2 separate regions of the Pelodiscus sinensis genome follow, and region 2 is linked to region 1. A link is a contact called in public Hi-C data. All regions are on one chromosome and are shown on one strand. The core of a region is the stretch at or near the end of the contact, and the rest is flanking DNA. Distances in the headings are between cores, read along the strand shown.

Region 1 (6,760 bases), core at 2,676-5,175:
CTGTTGGAGTAGAGCCCCACCAGGTCACAGAGCTGTGCTTGGAGCCTACTCCCAATGCGTAAGAGACTCAGATTTTCTCCCACACACAGAGATCTGTTCAATGACCATTCAGTAACTCAGCAGCATACGCCAGGGAATTTTACGCAAATGAAAACAGAGAGACTGTAGGCAGGCAGGAGGCAAGTTCCCCAAACTGAAATTTGTTTATCACACTCCCTGCACTCCTTGCAAAGAGCATCATGGTTTCCTTAAATGATCATGAGTCAAAATGCCCAGGGTTTTTCCTGAATTTAAACAGTGCCTCTAACAGCACAGCGGCTTTTGGGGGTGGGCAGGGTGAATTTCTACATGCATCAGCCTGGCTGAACAACATACAGCACTGAGATCCAATAGTCTGAAATAAATTCCAGCAGCAAAGTAAAAAGATGATTGTAGGAAACAAGACAAAGAAAAACACACATCACAGAACACAGAACTGAAGTCACTAGGGATGTTAGCAGCTAGCCAGATAATCATTTGACCAATAAGCTATTGTTTATTGGTTAACGGTCCTGGATAACTGCAACAACACCCCTCCCCCAGCATGTTCTGAATTTAAAATTCAGACTGGCATGCTGGCTCAGCCCTAGCCCGCCAGTCCAAGTTTCAAACGAAGAGCACGCATGGGAGCGGTCTGCTGCCCAGCGCTACTGCCTCTGTATCAGATGCTGAAGCAGCCTCTGTCCGTGAGGAGCTTGGAACCCCCGCGGACAGGGGCTGCTGCCACCCCATGCTGCTGCTTCTGATACAGAAGCAGCAGCCCAGGTTGGCAGGCAGGAGCCGGTCTGCACAGGGAGCCAATTTTTAAACTGGCTCTCCTTGCAGACCAGTTCCCACCTGCCACCCCGCACTGCTACCGCTGTATCAGAGGCAGCAGCGCGGGATGGCAGGGGGCTCCCCAGGAGTGGGAATGGGAACACACTGGCAGCTGCCCCCACCCATGGGGGCCAATGAATAATCGTATAACCGCTAAGAATTGTTGCGGTTACACAATAACTAAATTAAACAATTTCTAACATCCCTAAAAGTCACATGCCCAAATATGCATGGTTCAAATGAACATGTAGTTCAGGTATGGCAATATTTATTGCTAGAAATAGGCACTCTTTCGATACTAAAAAACAAAGTATGCTTTATTATTGCCATATGGAGTAAACATGGTACTTTAAGGATGGCATAGCCTTAACCTATGCCTGTGGAACTCACTGCAGCAGGATGATAGGGCAAACACTTCGGTAACTTTTAAAAAGGAGGTTGATATGTTTATATGACTAAGGATAGGGCCAGCAGTTGTAGGAATTAGAACAAAATTACAAGGGATCTCAAGCTTCCTGTTTCAAAGTTAATCACTGGAGGCAGTGAGAAACTGATTGCTAGTGGTGGTCAGGAAGAAATGAAACCCTGTGTGGATTAATTTTGTATGATTAAATGTCTTGTGGGGAATTTTATACCTCATTCTGAAACACCCAGCATTAGCCAATGTCAGACACAAGATACCAGATTCAATGGATTGCTTTTCTGCATAGGAAGGACTCGCATGTTACAGTTCCCCTATTTGTAATGCAGAGCATTGTATAATATGCAACATGCTGCAGTGCATATTCTTTCCAATGTACATCTCGGTGCCTATAAATGCTGGCTTTTTTCCTCCTCATAGCTGCCAGATGGCGTGGGACAGCTTATGCTGCTTTTCAGAGCTGCTGAATTTTAATCAGATGAAAAGGACAATGCATCGCATGCAGAATTTTGCTCTCCCACCTTTCAACAACTACTACAACCCACAGAAAGATATGGATATGGGGCTACTCCCCATAGTGTACTTGGGATGAGGACATAATTGTAAGAATCATATTCATCTAGCCATCCCATTTACCTCCCCCCAAATTGATTCCATTTTATTCTGGCTTTAAGAAAGTACGTAAATGAAAGAGACACACTGGATAGATATGTTCTCTTTTGGGGTGTATGTGGGCAAGGGGACTGATTCACAAGTATCTTCTTTTAAGTCGTTTTGGTAGCAGAAGTCTTGACCAGGTACAGGAGATAAAATAGTTCAATGTCCATGTCAACTGAGATATGCTAATCACCAAACGTGGTGCACTGGTAGTAAAGCAGAACTAAAGTTGCTCAAATTAGTAGTCAGACTCACTGTGCCTGGGAATGTTCAATATATTAATGCAGGGCCAAATTGGAACCAGACTCCTGGTGAGCCAGAGGTGCTGGCAGGCAGTAGGCAACTCCTTACATAGCCTGCATACAAGCTGGCCAGCAGCAGAATAAACAAATCACCCCACAAGATAGCACATCATAAGATAGGATGACTCAGAAAAACATTGGTAGGTAGGAAGGTATGTTAAATGCTGGTGGTTATTTTGGTCCAGTACCCAGTAAATAAATGTCCACGCTGGCCCTTGTTCACACTAAGAGGAGAAGCCACAGGAATGAATGGCCCACTGGCACTGAACTTCATTGCCACTAGAAGTAAAAGTGAACCAAATTCTGCTATTCTTTTCACTAATGTAAATCCAGAGTAACACCATTAATGGTCATAAGTTTATTCTGGATTTATATTAGCGGTCCTCTGTGCAGAATTTGCCCCTAAAACTAAATCTACAAAAATAGTTTTGGTTATTAGGGCTGCATAGGGTTGCCAGGTGTCCGGTATTGACCTGGACAGTCCGGTATTTTTGCCTCCTGTCTGGTAAAAAAATTCAGAAAATACCCCCGCCCCTTTTTTTGGTAGTTTTGGTTAAACCATCTGGCAACCCTAGGGCTGCATTTTAAATGCAGTATGTATGCGGATATGATGTACCAGGTATCAATTACCGGGTATGGGGCCTAGTGGTGGGGTAGTCTTCCACTTTTAGAGAGACATATAGAAAATAAACTGTTATTGCTGTTAGGGGGGCAGAGGATTAGCTCTTTGAGTAACTTACGAGGGTACTAAAATACATTACAAATCAGCATGTTTCTTCAAAAAAAAAAAAAACTTAAAAAACAAGGCACCTTGTTCCACTCATCTGAACTGGGTTGTGCCCATGAAAACTCATGATACTATATATATTTTTGTTAGTATCTAAGGTGCTACAGGACCACTCATTTTTTAAGTTTTTTCAAGTTAGACTAACACCACTACCCCTCTGAGACTGTTAAACATGTTTCTTCATAGAGTTGTTGGACACTGACAGGGAAACTAGATAGGCACCCAGAGATCAAAGGGTCTGCATGTCCCACTTAAAATCAGTGAAACAATAGATCATGAAGACAAAAAATATTCCTTATCCCAACTATTGTAAAGCAGGATCAGCACCGCAAACCTGCAGCCTCTTGTCAATTTTTGTTGCAGTGCAACAGAGGATGATTGCCAAAGCCACAGCCTCCCCCGGTGGCCAAATGCGCGCATTACACTCCCCCCTAGAAAAGTTTCCGGCGTTGCGAGCAGTCAGCCTGGCACAGGGGAGTCCCCCAAACCCGCACGCTGCGTCGGGCACGCAACAGGTGAGGAAGGAAAAGCTGCCTAGCGGGTGCGGCACTAGCCTAGCAGGTTCACTGCCCTGCTCCAGCGCAGGGAGCGCGCCGCACGGGGCCCTGGGGAGGGAGCTAGGGGAGCGGGCCGCCCCTGGAAATACCTGAGCCGGGTCTCCGGGAGCAGAGCTCGGAGCTGTCTTTCCCCCGCGGGCCCAGGCAGGGGGCAACGAACTCCCCGCGCACATGTTTCGAAGACATAAAAACGACAATTCCCAGAATGCATTGCTCAGCGCCCCACGGCCTTCCGGGCTGGCGACGCGGTGCACGCTGGAAATCGTAGTTTCTTTGCTCAGCCCAAAGGCTCAAGTCCTATAAGAGGCGCCCTAGAGGAAGGACTCCCTTTCCCATAATGCAGCGGGACGGACATACGCAGAATGTGGCGCGCCGTCGGCGGCGGCAGCGGTGCCGGTGGCACCGGGTGAGCTGGGAGCGGCGGCTGCTGAGGCCTGGCTGCGCCGGGCAGCAGGCGTGGGGCATGTCGGAGAGCGGAGGCGCCGGCGGAGCTGCCCCGGGCGGGGGAGGCGGCGGCGCTGGAGCTGGGGGAGCAGCGGGGCCTGGGGGCGCGGCTGTCGGGGCGGGGCCCGGCGCCACCGACCCGGCCTCGCTGCCCCCCGGGGACGCTCAGCTCATCGCGCTCATCGTGGAGCAGCTCAAGAGCCGCGGCCTCTTCGACGGCTTCCGCCGGGACTGCCTGGCCGACGTGGACACCAAGGTAGCGCTGCAGGGGCCTGGCCCCACCAGCGCCTCCCCCGCAGGGGCACCTGGGAACGGGGCCTGGTTCTCTCGGCCGACCGGGGTACCAGGGCCGCGCTTTTCGCCTGGGCACGTTCGCACTGCTCGGGACGGAGACGCCGGGCGCTCTCTGACCCTGCAAGGAACAGAGGCTGCCCCTCACTCAGGCTCCAGCGGCTCTTCTGGGACTGCCCTGCTAACAGGGGCAATAGGCTGATAGGGGCTTTTCCCCGCCCAAAATCTCTAGTGCGGTCTCGCTACTTGAGCTCCACAGCTTTGGCTTGGGCTCTTTGGCTGACATGGGTACGAGGGTCTGAGTGTCTCATCACCTTCCTGTTTCAAACATCATCCCCCAAGTTCTGGCCTGTTGTCTGACAACCATCCCCTAGTTTTTCAGACTCGACCCTGAAGCTTCTGCTTCAGTCACCTACTTCATCTTGGGTTCCAACTTTCTTTTGGGGAGCCTGGATCTATCTCAAACCTGCAGCCAAGAGTGACCTTAACTAAAATATACAAGTGTTTCATGAAGCCCAGAAGATAAACTTTTCAGTTTCAGGGCTTTTTAACTTTCTACTATACGGTACAAGGTTTCCCACTCGTGTTTTTTCTGACCCCTGCATATGCTTATCTAATTTCTGTGTCCATGGTCTTCCTGAGAAATGGTAGAAAGCACGACTGATAATTCAGTGAAAGTCACTATTACCCAAGTCATTTCTCACTAGTGCAAGATTAGGGGATGCAAAAGCTGCTGGGCTTTCCTGCACTTGGATGAAACCCAAAACTTCCACTAGTCAGCACTTCAGTCAGTGAAAGTACTTTTGCAGGAATTGGGTGCAATCCCCACTGTTATCATCCTGAAGGGGTGTATGGTAGCTTGTTGTCTTCCTAAGCTTTACCTGAGACTTCAGCAGAATGTGGACATCCCTTCCTGTAATAAACCATTGCAGCATTTCTAAATAACTGTCTTGTTCCACCTTATAGGTGCTTGCAGTTTATCAGTGGGTGAAGTGATTCATATGTGTACATAGCTTGTAAAGCATTTCAGAGTCTTTTAACATAAAGTGCTACTTAGAATGAATACCTTTAAACCTCTGTAACCATATATCTACTTTTGCAATGATGTCACTTGTTTATTTGCAATTGCAACTATTTTTGCTGAAATGTTAACATGTAGCCTTTCTGACATGTATGTACTCCTAGAGTCATCCACCCAAAGTGTCCTCTTTAAAGCTATAGCTCCCTTTATGCTTACAAAAAAGTACTAGAATTAATACTGTTAATGGGGAATAGTCTGACAACAAGGGTGCAAGTGTTCTGGAGCCAAAGGAACCAACATTGGGGTGGGAAAATCTTAATAGAAATTTTGATTTCCCCTCTAATGCCACTGAGAACATCAGTATTGATAACCAATTACTGGTGTGTCTGAAACCACCACATTATTCTGTATTAAACCATGAAACTGCCACCTATATGATCGGAACAGATTTCTCTCAACAAACCTAAATGGAATTTGAACTGGCCACTTAAAAGGGATAGGCTCTGTAGCATATTGACAAGAGTATCATTTTAATTTTTGATGATGTTCCTTGTAGTGATTCTGGTCTTGCTATAAGACCATTTGCCACCTTTTTGCCCTTGCCCCACATTAGTAACTGGTATTCCCATACGCAGTAGGAATGTAAAACGGGGTTTAAAAACATAACCATGTAACTGCTAAAAATCTTAGTGGAGGCCTCCCTGGGAGCAGGGCTGGCAAAGGCTTCCCACCCCGCTCTTAGGGAGGAGGAGGCCTTCCTGCTGCTGCGAAACTGCCTCGCTAGCAGCAGGGCTGACAGGGGCCCTGGCAGTGGGAGCCAGCATGTAACCTGCAATGTGCCGCCCAGGTCAGGCCCACTACAGGCAGGGGCTGGCCAAGGAGTCCTTGCCTGTAGTGGCCCTTGTGGGGCTGGAGCATCCCATTGCCTGGGCCGATAGGGAACTGTTCCAGCCCCTACCGGTTAACCATTTACGTCCCTAATACTCAATAACATTTCCGTTTCCTAAAGTCTGAAGAACAGGAAAGGTAGATTTACACAGAGCATTAAATAAAAACCACCCCTCTCCACTTTCTTGGCTTTCCAGTTTGCATTAGGGTTACAGCAAGCACATCTGTTTGTTTATACTATCGTCAATTTTATCTAATTAAAGTGTCTTGTAGGAACTTTGTGGTTGGAAGTCATATTAGAGGCCTTCTTAAATATAACTCTTGCAACTGTTCGCGTCTGAGCGCCTGAATGGAATGCAAATTACCTGTGCACGCAAAACACAGGTCTAGCTATTGCAGTTATAATACACTTGAACATAGGTTGGGGCCTGAACTCAATTTTTGTTTTTCTTCATTTAAATGATTGCTCTGGGGTAGAACTGGGAATGAAGGGTTTAGTATGCAGGCTATCCCAAGGAGAAGGGACTTACCCCAGCC
Region 2 (6,760 bases), core at 2,583-5,082, 270 kb before region 1:
CCACGAATCGGTTGATTCCTGGGTCGTGCCCAGTCTCAGATGCTGCACTTCTGCTTTTTAAATGTATTAAGAGGTTGTCAGCTCTTAATACATTTAAAAGCAGAAGCACAGTGGGAGGGAACCAGCATGAGCTGTTCCAGCTTACGCAGGGTCCCCCATGCTGCACTTTAGCTTTTTAAAATGTATTAAGAGCCAGGAGGCTCTTAATACATTTAAAAGGCTGGTGTGCAGATGGGGGGACCTGGTGTAAGCCAGGAATCAGATGTCCTGGCTCGCACCGGGTCCCTAAGGCTGCACACCAGCCTTTTAAAAATATTTAGAAGGCTTGTGCGCAGCAGGGGGACCTGGTGCGTGCTGGGAATCAGCTGTTCTGGCTCGCACCAGGTCCCCCACACTGCACTTCAGCTTTGTAAACATATTGGCTATGTCTACACTGGCATGAATTTCCGGAACTGCTTAAAACGGAATACTATTCCGTTTTCAGTTTTCCCAGAAAAGGAGCGTCTACATTGGCAGGCTGCTTTTCCGGAAAAGTGTCTGTGGCCAATGTAGACGCGCTTTTCCGGAAAAGAGCCCCGACTGCCATTTTCGCGATCGGGGCTTTTTTCCGGAAAAGACTACTGGGCTGTCTACACTGGCCCTTTTCCAGAACAGTGTTCCAGAATAAGGACTTATGCCCAAGCAGGAGCAGAATAGTTTTTCCGGAATAGCGGCTGATTTTGTACAGTAGAGCATCGTTGCTATTCCGGAAATTCAAGGGCCAGTGTAGACAGCTCGCAGCTTATTCCGGAAAAGCGGCTGATTTTCCGGAATAAGTGGCCCAGTGTAGAGACAGCCATTAAGAACCTGTTGGCTCTTAATACATTTAAAAGGCAAAGCTGCAGCGAGGTTAGTGCACAGGGATAGGAGCTAACCCTGCTGTGGCTTCCCTGCTTATCGATTAATCAACTAGTCGATGAAAATTCCATCAACTATTTGATTAGTTGATTAAACTAAATTTAACATTCCTAGTGAAGATTAGGGATGTTAAAATATTGGTTAATTGAATAGTTGAGTAACCTCATGAAATTTTATCGGTTAGTTGACTATTCTATAGTCCCTAGGAGCAGGGCTGGCAACCACTGTATCACACGCAGCAGTGTTAGGTGCCAGGTGGGAGCTGGTCTGTGAGGGGAGCCAGTTTAAAAGCCAGCTCCCCTCACGGACCAGCTGCCTGTCACCTTGTGCTGCTGCTTCTGAGAAAGAGGCAGCAGCCCGGGGTAGCAGCAGTCCCCGTCTAGAGGGCATCTGAGCTCCTGGACCTGGTGCGAGTCGGAACTGAGCTGGACTGCCCGCCTGGCTGGCTCTTAATGCACTTGAAATGCAGAGCTGAAACAGACGTAGGTCCCAAACCTAGCCAGTACTGAGCTGGGTTGCCTGCCCGCTCAGCTCTTAAAACACTTTAAATGCAGAGCCGCAGCAGGGGTAGGTCCCAGACCCGCCGCAAGCCAGGACTGAGTCAGGCTGCTGAAAAATTTACTGGCAGGGAGAGGGGGAGAGCTTTTGCTTATCGGTTAATCGACTACACTATTAAATCTCTAGTGAGGATAGCGCTATTTTTCATTCCTATAGGTGAAGTTTCCTATCACAGTAGAGCAGGGGTCTCAAACTCATGGCCTATAGACCATCTCCAGTTGCAGCAACTGCACAATCCAGCCCATGAGTCAGGCTGGTAGAGGGATATCTGTTACCATTCCCTAAGTCCATCCCCTTCTCACCACTGCCCCGCTCCCTTCGCCCATGGATCCCAGTTTCTGAGGTTGCAACTTTGGGGATCATCAGGTGCACAGTAGCAGCAGCCTTCAGCCCCCCCTGCATTTCCTGCAACATAAGGAACCACAGGGAAGTGGTGTGAGTGTCTGCCAAGTGCACCCCACTTCCCCACAGCTACTTCTGCCACAGAGAGTGAGTAATAGGGGAGAGACCAAGTGCTGTTATCACCCCATGCCAGGCTGCATCCTCAGGGGACAGAGTGGCTAGGAGGGAGAAGGCAGGATGGTGGCAGGAAGGGGCAGGGCTTGGAGAATGTTAACAGACAGCCTTTCTTTCTTCCAGCCCATTCCTGGGCTGAATGAACAATTGCTCTGGCCAGGGACAGTCCACAGGTCAGGAGATTGAAACCCCTATATTATAGTATTGTTTCAATCCTTTTGCATCTCACACCCACTTTTACACACACATACAGTGCAAGCAATTTATCTTCTAAAATGCAAACTCTTGTTCATTTTAGTTTATGTCCCACATTTTTATACCTTTTTCTTTTTCCTTTTTATTACTTTATTAACTACTTTAGAAGGGAAAGGAAATCCAAACTTATCAGCCTGATTTGTCTGCAGACCACCTAAAAGAAAAATTAAAAATAAAGAGTTTGACTATACCAAACTGGTGGGGAGTCTCCATCCTTCCAAGTTAAACAGCATTCATCTTTGGCACCAGCAGGCTGAGCTATCAGACCTTCATATTAAATAATTCTGATTATCATCTTATTTTTTCTTCCATTACAATTATTAGTATCTGATATCTGAAATTATTTAAGATAGAGAATACTCTATAACAATTGAAAGTGCAGACATTAGGCATTCAAGTGGCATAGCACTGGTTTCTAGTTCCAATTTTCTTGATAGTATCCACTAAAATCCTGTTTGAGGTAATGCAAAGATGGTAATCAGAACTACTATTTAAGTCAGGTATCTCACTATTAGTGCTAAAACCATTTTGGCAGACCCATAACAAATATATTCAATGAAGACTTCACCTTTGTAATCAACCTAATTTGAGCTCTCTCACAAATTCTAACAACTGCTCTTGCATGGTGATAAAAGTGATAGCAAATAACAGACTAGATAATAAATTGGTAGAACTGTTGTCCTTATTTCTGCAATACAAAATAGTGGATAATCTGGTTCTATCATCCTTAATTTTTAAAAATAATGTTTACAAGAACATTATAAAAGTTCCTAGGGTTAACAGTTCCGTGAAATTAAGAAACAGCCTGCCTGTTCTCCCCAGAACATCCCTGAAGGCCCAGACTCCCATCTTGAGATTTGTGACAAATTCTCAGTTTTCATCCAATTTTATTTTCTGTGGCAAAACTGAGCTTTTTTTTTTTTTTTTTTTTTTAGCAACAACAAGGAAAAGTTTCTGAAAGTTAAAAAAAATGCTATTTTTGTAAACAAGCAAATACATGGACACCTATTTCCAAGCCATTTCATTTGGGTCTAGACACAAAGAAAAATAACACAGACATGCACGGCTGTGAGCGTTAGTACTGGAGCGGCACTATTCCCTCGGGGGTCTCTCAAAGAAAGGAAGAGATGTGGGAGCTGTAGACAGACCACTCCACCTGCTAGGGATGGATTCTAGTGACATTTCCGCTAGGTGAGGCGTGTGGAAGGCTGAACAGGGGGAGGACAAAGCTGCCTTCACCCTGGAGGGCGCCTCTGCCATTCACTAGTGCAGGGAGTCGGAGGCAAAGCCGCGTGGGATTTGTCACTTTCCAGTCACTTGACTAGAATGTGAGCAACTCCCAAGATTTGTTGTTCGGGGAGCAGGGTCCCTCGGTGGCCGTGGAAGGGCGCTGCCTCCAGCCACGCCGGGGATGGGGGCGCTGCCTCCCGGCTCAACCAGAGAGCCAGGCGGGCTGAGACGACGACCCTCCCACGCCACGTGACTAGGAGCGGCGCCTCGGTCACCCCAGTGCTGGGCTCCTAGGGGACCGTGCCTCAGGCTCGGCCCGTCCCGGCTGCCGTGTGGCGCGTACCGTATCGCAGACTGGCTGCGGGTGCGAGGGCAGGGCTGCCGGGGGCCTGCGCGCTGCCGCCAGCTCTGCTCGGTGGGTACCGCAGCCCCGACCCGCTCTCCCTGGGACTGGGGGCTCCCCCTGACTGGCCACCCCGGCTCGGTCCCTGGTCACGCGACCCAGCTCCCTCAGGACCGTTGCCTGGTGGGGCTGGGAACCAGCAGCTTCCACGACCTTCCTCAGGAGCAACGGCCCCCGACCCCCGCCTCCGGCTCAAACCGGAAATGGGGGGCACACTTCTCTCCACGGCACCGGAAGCACGGGCTTCCGCTTCCCGTCGCCGATGGCCACGGGGGCTGCCGCCATATTGGATCACGGGGCCGCAGCGGTGGCTGCCGAAGCTGTTCACGTAAACGATCTGCATGCGCGCCCGGCCAGAGCGGGGCTTCATCCTCGCGGTAGCCTGAGGGATGGGATAGGCGCGGGCGCGCTTCGGTCTCGCACGAGGCTCGGGGACGGGAGCGCGCGAGACCGTTAGCGGGATTGGGAGAGCAGCCCTGGGTGGGAGACACCACTGGGCTGGGGAAGGAGCGACTCGCTTGGGAGAGCCCACTGGGGATTTGATGGGGGGGGGGGGGGGGGAAGCAGTGAGACTAGGAGGGGTAGTGTCCCATTCAGAGGGGAAAGATGCAATCCTGGGGAGCCCTTTACAAATGAGAGAGCCCATTCACATGGGTGGGGGCAGAGGTAGGGTAGCCATGCTGTAAGCAGCCTGAGGCTCTGAAGCTGCCTCCTAGGCTGATCCAGATCTCTCAGCTCTGCCTACTGCAGCAGCTGGCAGTAGGACCTGGTCTGTATTGTGCCACCGGAGGGGGTGGGGTAGGGAGCTGGACAGTCAACTGACCAGTCCGTATACAGGACTCCAAGTTTTGTGCAATGGCTTGCGGAGTCACAAGACAGTTAACCATTTTCTTAACCGTAAGTGGTTTGTTAGCCTGTAATGACAGGTCCCTGTTGAATCACTGTGACTAAAGGAAGAAAGCAGGACAGGCAGTATTTCAAAACTGCCACGGAAACTTGACAAAGCAGCAGCAACAAAATCCACTCATGCATCATTGCCATGATGTTGCCGTTGATGGAAAATCTAGTCATAATTTACTCGCTTGCCAAAATATTGCCCACCCTGCTGGAATCACATTCTGCAAGGTGGAGTCTGTTCCATATTATTTAAGACTTTGTTCAAAGATTATCACATCAAGTTTGATTCTTATATTACCTCTACCTGGAGACATACTGATTTATATATATATTTTGATTTATAACAGTATCAGCTAAGGTGTGGTTTTTTTTGGTGGGTTTTTTTATGGTTTTTTTTAGTCATAAAGCTTTTATAGAATGTTAAAATTCATCAGAATAATCTAGAGGTGTAAAATCCCTGTTAATCAGTTAACAGGTTAACTGACTAAGCGACATCCTAGGCCCCCAGCCCTGCACTGGGACAGCTGCAACCGGCTCCCAGCCCCAGTGCTGGGCCTGGGCTTCCAGTGGACAGACACGGCTTTGGATGCTGGAGTAGGCCCATCCACACTGCCCACCCGCTCTTGCGCAAGAAGATTTACAGTAAAGCGTGGTAGAAAGGGACTTCTTGTGCAAGAGCTATGCTCTTTTCTAACAAGTGTAAACTCTCTTGCGCAAGAGGTCTTGCGCAAGATGGCAGTGTGGTCCTGAGGCAGGGTTTTCTTGCACAAGAAAGCCCTATGGCTAAAATGGCCATCAGAGCATTCTTGCGCAAGAGAGCGTCCACACTGCCATGGATGCTCTTGCACAAAAGCATATGGCCATGTTAACGTGTTCTTGTGCAAGAGTTCTTGTACAAGAATCCTTGCGCAAGATATTGCGCAAGAACCTGCCAGTGGAGACATAGCCTAAATGTCCCATAGTTAGCTTTTGATGTCATTTGGATGTTGAATATAATGGCCCATCCAGTTCGCATCTTTGTTGAAAATGTATTTGTTTTTCTTGCAGCTTGATTCAAGGCCCAGTGAGGGTAAAGATACTCATTCCATCAACTTCAGTGGATTTTGGATGAGGCCTATGATTTCTAAGTTTAAAAAGCCATTTTAATAGCATCTGGACTGTCAAAATAAACAATGGGTTGAAAGGAAAGTGTTGGTAAAAAGTATTCCACAAGATGGCAGCCTTACCCATGTAAAACACCATTTAAATTACATCAGCGTTGCTGTGGGAACCAGGGGATGAAATAATTAAAGACAATGAATCCTTCCCCAAGGTAACCAGGATTTTCAGGCTATTTTAGATAAAGGGCATTTTGAACATGTGCATGAAAAAGAAGCAGCAGGCTGATAGTTTGCCAGAAATAATATTTATTTTCCCCCGATAAATGCAGTTCTTGTGGCCTACAGATACAATACAAATTAGAGTATGTACATGCAGTGCAAATATCATCTGAACCACTATCTCTTGAAAATAATATACCTTCTCAGTAAGGATGTCAAATTTCGATGAGCTGATTGAGTAGTTGATGGAATTTCCATTGATTGCTCAATTAGTGAATGGGGGGGGGGAGGTACAGCGCAGAACCTGGCGTGAGCAGGGACTGCTTCAGTCCCCGCTTGCACTGAATTCCCTGTTGCACCTTCCTTGTGCCCCTCTCCCTTGCACTGCAGAGACAGTGCTGTGGGGAAGCAGCACAGACTCCTGCTCTTTAACCCCTTGCTGCCTCTGACATAGAGGCAGCAAGGGGGGGTGGAATGAGAGTAGTTGACTTGACTACCCCATAAGCTTAGGCTTATCAGGTAGTTGACTATTCAACTACTCTTTGCATCCCTGTTTCCCAGTCATGTCAAAGAAATGACAGGTAGGGCTAATAAAGTTCCTGGTGGATTAACAAACAAATTCTGTCAGTTCTAGATTTGAGGGCAGCTCCCCCAAGAATGCTCCAATCTCAGAATGCAATTCTAA

The links. A called contact is a pair of places that touch in the nucleus more often than the background predicts.
Region 2: a Hi-C map of blood shows a contact between it and region 1, with 4 times the contacts expected there. The contact joins the promoter of NSG2 here to the promoter of BOD1 in region 1. A contact is called at or near these places in 3 of 5 Hi-C or Micro-C datasets (blood, liver and an unstated tissue).

What each region holds. Positions count from the first base shown.
Region 1 is chr17:18,732,669-18,739,428 of ASM4963464v1, reverse strand. BOD1 (biorientation of chromosomes in cell division 1) reads left to right here and starts at 3,925. Exons shown (of 4, transcript XM_006139168.4): 1 at 3,925-4,279. The coding sequence starts at 4,043. LOC142818716 (a long non-coding RNA gene) reads right to left here and starts at 3,769. Exons shown (of 3, transcript XR_012896320.1): 1 at 3,669-3,769.
Region 2 is chr17:19,002,915-19,009,674 of ASM4963464v1, reverse strand. NSG2 (neuronal vesicle trafficking associated 2) reads right to left here and starts at 3,832. Exons shown (of 6, transcript XM_075900278.1): 1 at 3,800-3,832. It overlaps LOC112544047 (a long non-coding RNA gene), which reads left to right and starts at 3,914. Exons shown (of 2, transcript XR_003087364.2): 1 at 3,914-4,236; 2 at 5,804-5,944. It also overlaps a transcript of CPEB4 not described here.